Regions from separate parts of the Rattus norvegicus genome. Here region 2 is linked to region 1. The links are chromatin contacts, called in public Hi-C maps. All regions are on one chromosome and are shown on one strand. The core of a region is the stretch at or near the end of the contact, and the rest is flanking DNA. Distances in the headings are between cores, read along the strand shown.

Evidence for each region. Hi-C and Micro-C count contacts between places; a contact is called where the count stands out from the background.
Region 2: a Hi-C map of hepatocytes shows a contact between it and region 1, with 2.4 times the contacts expected there. The contact joins the enhancer-like site here to the promoter of Vps45 in region 1.

What each region holds. Positions count from the first base shown.
Region 1 is chr2:186,303,670-186,306,615 of GRCr8, forward strand. Vps45 (vacuolar protein sorting 45 homolog) reads right to left here and starts at 1,508. Exons shown (of 15, transcript NM_172072.2): 1 at 1,365-1,508; 2 at 679-813. The coding sequence starts at 1,457.
Region 2 is chr2:186,338,529-186,341,598 of GRCr8, forward strand. No RefSeq gene overlaps it. Among named protein-coding and RNA genes, the nearest start is that of Otud7b, 11 kb to the right of the region's middle. Within about 2 kb of position 1,678, at least 11 of the 93 cell types and tissues checked have an H3K27ac peak or open chromatin away from gene starts, as enhancers often do. A contact at or near this core is called in hepatocytes, where this site is marked.

The DNA.
Region 1 (2,946 bases), core at 258-2,757:
AGTGTAAAGAAGGCACTGAAGCCGGATTCGCAAGGTGATGTACAAAAGCTAAAAAATGGCGTATGACTTTTTAGAGGAAGTGAACAGGTAAAGGACAGGAATGAATATGTAGGAGAATGATGATAAAAAGGCACAACTGGCTCTAATGCAGGGCTAGAATTGGAGCACAGGGAGGTTAAATATGCAAAGAAAGACCAAACTGGCCAACAGACGGCCTTTCCACGATAGGCCACTGGGTTCAGCTGCGGGAGTCAGACTGAGCCACTGTAGCAATCTCTGAGGAACCTCTCACTGTTTTTATGATAAAAGCAGATTTGTTCCTGAGGACAGATGGAAATAAAGTGAGAAAGGTCCGAGATAGTTAAGAGCTGTGGGAAAGTGATGTGACGGTGGTGTTCAGCTCTAGGTACAGAGGTCAAGCCAGCACTAAAGTGATCTAGGTTCCCAGAGTTAGTGGCTTTGGGAATAGCTATTAATCTAAAAGATATCTAGAAGGAAAACTTGGCCGTGAAGGGTGAACTGAGGCATGGAAAGGAGAGAAAGAAAGGTCACAACTCTGACAAAACGGGGTAATTATGATGCCACAAATGATGGTAACACACATTTATTTTGCCTTCTAACGCTTTCGGATCATACTCTGCATTGGCCTGTGGAGGTGGCAGCTGATTTGTGTAGTACCTTTGTAGGTCGAAGGAAACAAATTGCTTTTAGGTGTTTCATGATCTCTCGATTTTGAGAATCAATTCGTTCGAAGAGGTATACTTCCTTCTGAAGAATCTCTGACTGTGTGTAGACCATGCTCACTATACCAGTCTGTAAAGCAAAAGAACGAACTAAGATTATACCAGTCCGGACTAATAAAAGCACGCATCAATAGCTAAGCCTTTTGTCATTAATACTTGACTAGGTAATTTAAATTCTAATATACAGAATAATATTTACTAAATATCCAAAACCGGCTGCAATGTGTCAGAATGGAAACCTACTGCTCACTCTAAACAGACAACTCAGAAACTTCTAAAGAGGATTTCCCCCATTCCTTTACAGATTTTTTTTAAAGTTGTGGCCAACAAATAACCTGTCATTTCAGCTTGAGCCCTAACAATATACTTTTTAAAACAACGTTGAGTTAAATGTCAGGGTCAACAACTACTTGGCAGACACTGTGGTATAAGAAATCTCTTGGCACCTGTTAGAGCCGGTTAGACTGCACACCCACTGGGAAAGCTTTATACAACTTTTCCAGTGCCAGACAGAACTGACCATTGTCATTAGTGAGAGACTAAGTCCTACAGTGGAACGGAACCAGCAATTCTAAGGAAGGGAGAGCTTCCTTTATAAATATTGAGCAAAAGCGAACTCACCGTCTCTTTATCCATGAGAAGTACCTTCATGCCGGGTCCGCTGTCTTCTATCATTTTGGAAATATACTGCTTCACAGCAAAGACCACGTTCATGGTGGCGAATTGACAGGTGCCCCACACCCTCCCCACCCACTTTCCTGGCTGAATTATCCTCAGGCCTGTTGGGTCTCAGCTGCTTCCGGTCGGCAAAGCTTCGGTTTCCGGGAGTCCGGGTAGCTTCGATACTGGGAATTGTAGTTCCTCTGTGGAGTTGCGAAACCAGACTCAGCCGCTAAGCGCCGGTGCATTTCCCGACGCACCTCAGTTAGGGAGTGGAAGGTAACCAGTTCCCTCGGACAAGCCTGTGCTGGCTTCTAGTCCTTCGTAGGGAGCGCTTGGCGCGCCGCGGGAGACAGCTGTCTCGGACAGAGGAACCATCGAGCGTGGCTATGTTTACTGTCTGCTGAGCATCTTTTCTGGAGACCCGCATAAGAGCCCACGCATGTCATCGTAGCACTGGGCAGGCTGGGGCAGCGGGGTCCTAGGTTCCAGACAAGTCTACTGCATAGCAAGTTCTCTGACAGCCCAGGCTAGGTTACAGCGGGAGACCCCGTTTTCGAAAGTATCCAAACAAAGTAGCATCATGGGACAGCATTAGTAGGTAGTGGAACGAAACTCAGCTGGGTTTCCTAAAGAGAAAAGTGGAGCTGGAATCATCGCATGGTTTGAATGAAAGAACAAAGAGAACGCTGTTTAGGGATGTTGTACAAGAGACCTTACAGACTCCAGGAAGGCACGGAGCTTCCACCGGCCCCCTACTCAGGACCACGGGGACTGCGAACCCACGATGCCAGAGTACTGAATTTCGCGGGCTTGCAGGGACATCAGGTTTCCAGGGCCCCTGAAATAGGATAGGGCAGTTAATTCATGGGGGCTGAAGCAACTGGCTAGCGAATGCAAAGGGAAACACATTTTCATCTAAGAAGCAATGGGCGATTAATAATAAAATAGATCTTTAAGCATCAGTTTTCAGAAAACTCAACAGATCACACAGGTCTATTACCACACTTCTGAACAAGGCGTTTTGGTCCTCACCTTACAGTGGCGATCTGTAAAACCAGGAAGACAAATAACCGCAACAAATCATTGACTATTAATGCGTCAAACATTGCCACCAAAATAATGACGTGAGATATGAAACTGCAAAGGAGTACCAGAGGGGAGAAAGAAATTTTTAGAGAGTGGGGCCCAGATGGGCAAAGTATTGGAATACAAGGGAATGAATAGACGGAGCACAAAACAGAAGGACTATTTACTAGAGGAAGGGAACCAGGGAACTTTGGGAAACCTGGGGTGAGGGAGAGAGGGGCTGGAGGCGGGAAGAAGGGGAACAAATTAAAATGAGATATAACCGTAATGTGTATAAATGCCGTAATGAAACTCAGTATAAATGCTAATTTAAAATTAATTTAAAATCAACACAGCACCACTAAATACTAATTCTTTCAACATACTGTAAGAAATATTCGGTTAAATAAAACAAAAGAACTTAACTGGGTTATGCAAATTATATGAAGTTTCCAAATCTTTTGAGAAAGACCAG
Region 2 (3,070 bases), core at 428-2,927, 35 kb after region 1:
ATTTCTCGAGTCTGCTTTCCGAAAACTTACCAGATAAAAGGACTTTCTCTAATTTTCTCCGCTACCAGCCATCATTTAATTGGGGTAAACTTCCTGGCACACTGTTAGCAAACAGTAATATCCTAGCAGATGCTGGTTCTGTTTGGCACTGCTGGGCAGAGACTCTGGGCTCTTGAACATTGCTTGAGCCTAGGATCTCAAGTCCATTCTGGGTAACATAGTGAGACTCTCATCTCAAAAAAGAGCAGGGGGGCGGCGTTGGGGATTTAGCTCAGTGGTAGAGCGCTTGCCTAGCAAGCACAAGGCCCGGGGTTCGGTCCCCAGCTCCAAAAAAAAAAAAGAAAAAAAAAAAAAAAAGAGCAGGGGCTGCAGTCCCTTGAAGTCTTCACCAATTCATACTTTCAGACCTTTTTCTTTTTCTCTCTCAACATCTTTAAACACATGTATCATTGGACAGGAAGTAAGATGAGAGTGGATAGATTTCTTTTGTTGTTGTTGTTTTGTTTTGTTTTTTTCTAGATAGGTTTTCTCTGTGTAACCCTGGCTGTCCTGGAACTGGCTCTGTAGACCAGACTAGCCTCGAACTCAGAGATCTGCCTGGCTCTGACTCCTAAGTGTACCACCCCTGCCTGGCTAATGGGTTTCTTTAGTTTAATGAAGGGAAGGTGACTGGAGAATGACCCAAAGCCATCTGCCCAGAGGGCAAACGCTCACGCACAGCTAGAAGTTTGTAGACTACTGTTCCAAGACACTGAGGTGTCTCTATGGGACCTCTGGTGTCTGTGCCTACATGTCTGCTCTCTGTTGTTCCGATGGGTTTCCAGGCACTGTGTTGCTGGACACCACACTCTGCAGTTCATGAATTGAGTGCTTCGAGTATGCCGTCACTTCTTCGAGTTCCCTCAACCAGCTCAGAAGCTTTCAGTGCCTGAGGCAAGAAACGGTATAGCATTTGTCACAGGGGAAGTCTGAGGAACTAATGACTCATCTCCATTGTGTGGTCCAGATTCAGACAGAGAGATACAGGGAGAGAGGAGGAGAGGGAAACAGAGGAAAAAAGAGGGAAAGAGGGAGAGGGAGATAGGGAAAGGGAGAGGGAAAGGAAGAAAAGGAGGGAAAGAGGTAGAAGGAAGGAGGAAGAGAGACAGAAATGGAGACAGAGACAGAGCGACAGAGATAGAGAGATAGATGGAGAAAGAGAGAGATGCACAGAGAAAGACACACACAGAGAGACAGAAAGGGTGAATGAGCAGACAGCCTAAATTTTTCTTTTGAATGACAGACTATTTGTGTTTCTAAATGACTGGGTTGGATATAGTATTTGGTGGCAAGAGAAAGTCTAAAGTAACCTAAGGTAACCTCTGTGTCTAATTTTGGTGAATTTTAAATGTCCACCTACTCACCTTTCCTTCCTTTCTTTAGGAAAGCTGCTGAAGTGGCCGATCACAGGCACACTGCAGCAAATCTTTAATGGTCTCCATAAATACTGCCGATTAAATAATTAGACACATCTTATCATGGAGCACACGGGCTCTCCTGATCTGAGGCTGCTGGGTCGACCATGTCGGGTTCACAGGACATGAGCCCTGAGACTCTGACAGCACACAGCAGCACAGAACCCTTTCACCTCATACCTGCCGTAGCTACAGGCCAGAGAGTACGGAGTTCCTGATCTGTGATGTCATCTCTTACAGGCTCTGGACTTGACCCTTAGACTTGATGAGGTGGCAGGAAGCTGCTCTCCTAGATTGATACTTAACCCCTTGTCATACCGCCCCAGACAGAGCTGTACACAGTCTGCCAACTCAACTCCTCCCAGGACCATGCCCGTGCCTTGTCTTTCTCTTCATGGCGCTAGGGGAAAACATCTAACACCTTAACAATGTGGTATTTAATACAGCAAACAGATCGTGTTCCTTCAGAGAGGCTATGACCTCCACAAAGGGAGTGCAGAGTCACTAAAATACTTTGTATTTGGTTTGAGAGAAAGAGGGGAAGTTTGCTATTAAACTTAATACCGAATAACAGACAAATCTTAAAACTATGTACTTAAAAACCCATTGCTTTGGGGGACTGGAGAGATGGTCCAGTTGGAAAGTATTTGCTGTGTAAGCATGAGGACCTGAGTTCAGATCTCCAGCTCTCTTGTAAAAGCTGGGCATAGTGTACCTCCATCAGTGATCCAGAGGCAGAAACCAGAAGACGCTTGGGCTTGCTGGCCAGCTAGTCTAGCCACGCATGTGCTCTCCCAGCTCAAGGAAAGACCTTACCTCAAAAACTAAAGTAAGCAGGCCAGTGAGATTCTCAGCAGGAAAGATGGTTGCTATTAAGCCTGATGACACAGGCTTGATCCTGGCACACACAGCAGGAGGAGATTGTCTTTGATTTCCATGCTCATGTGTACATGCATACATAAACTACAGATAAATGTAACACAAAATAATGTGGAGAGAAAGATACAGCATAGACTTCTGGCATCCACATGTAAACATGTAACATACAAATACACACACACAAGCATTTTTTTGTTTTAGTCTGGCTAATGCAAATTGTGGAGAGAAGAGAGGGGTGAGGCAGGAAGAGAATATACAGGGCAGGTTGCCTCAACACAGGTCAGGAGGGGTTAGAGAGGCCACTGTGGCGAGTGTATGTGTGGGGGAGTGTGGGGTGTGGGGGCAAGGGGTGTGGGTGTGTGGGTGTGTAGAGTGTAGTGGTGTGGGTGTGTGGGTGTGTGGGGTGTGGGTGTGGGTGTGTATGTGTGGGAAGTATGAGGGTGTGGAGGCTGAGGGATGTAGGGGTGTGGGAGTGTGGGGTTTAGGAGTATGGGGTGTGGGGGTGAGGGGTATAGTGGGAAGCTGGGTGTATATGTGGGAGATCCAAACTCTTATTTGGGAACCATGAAATCAGCAAGCGCCAACAATTATACTTACAACAAAAGTTTTGTGAGGAACATGTGATTTTATACACAGATATAGGAGTCTGCTTACTTTAAGAAAAATTTCAAGATAAATCAATAACTTTAAATATTTAGGTTTTGACAGGTTTTTAATAAGTTATAGAATCATTTTAC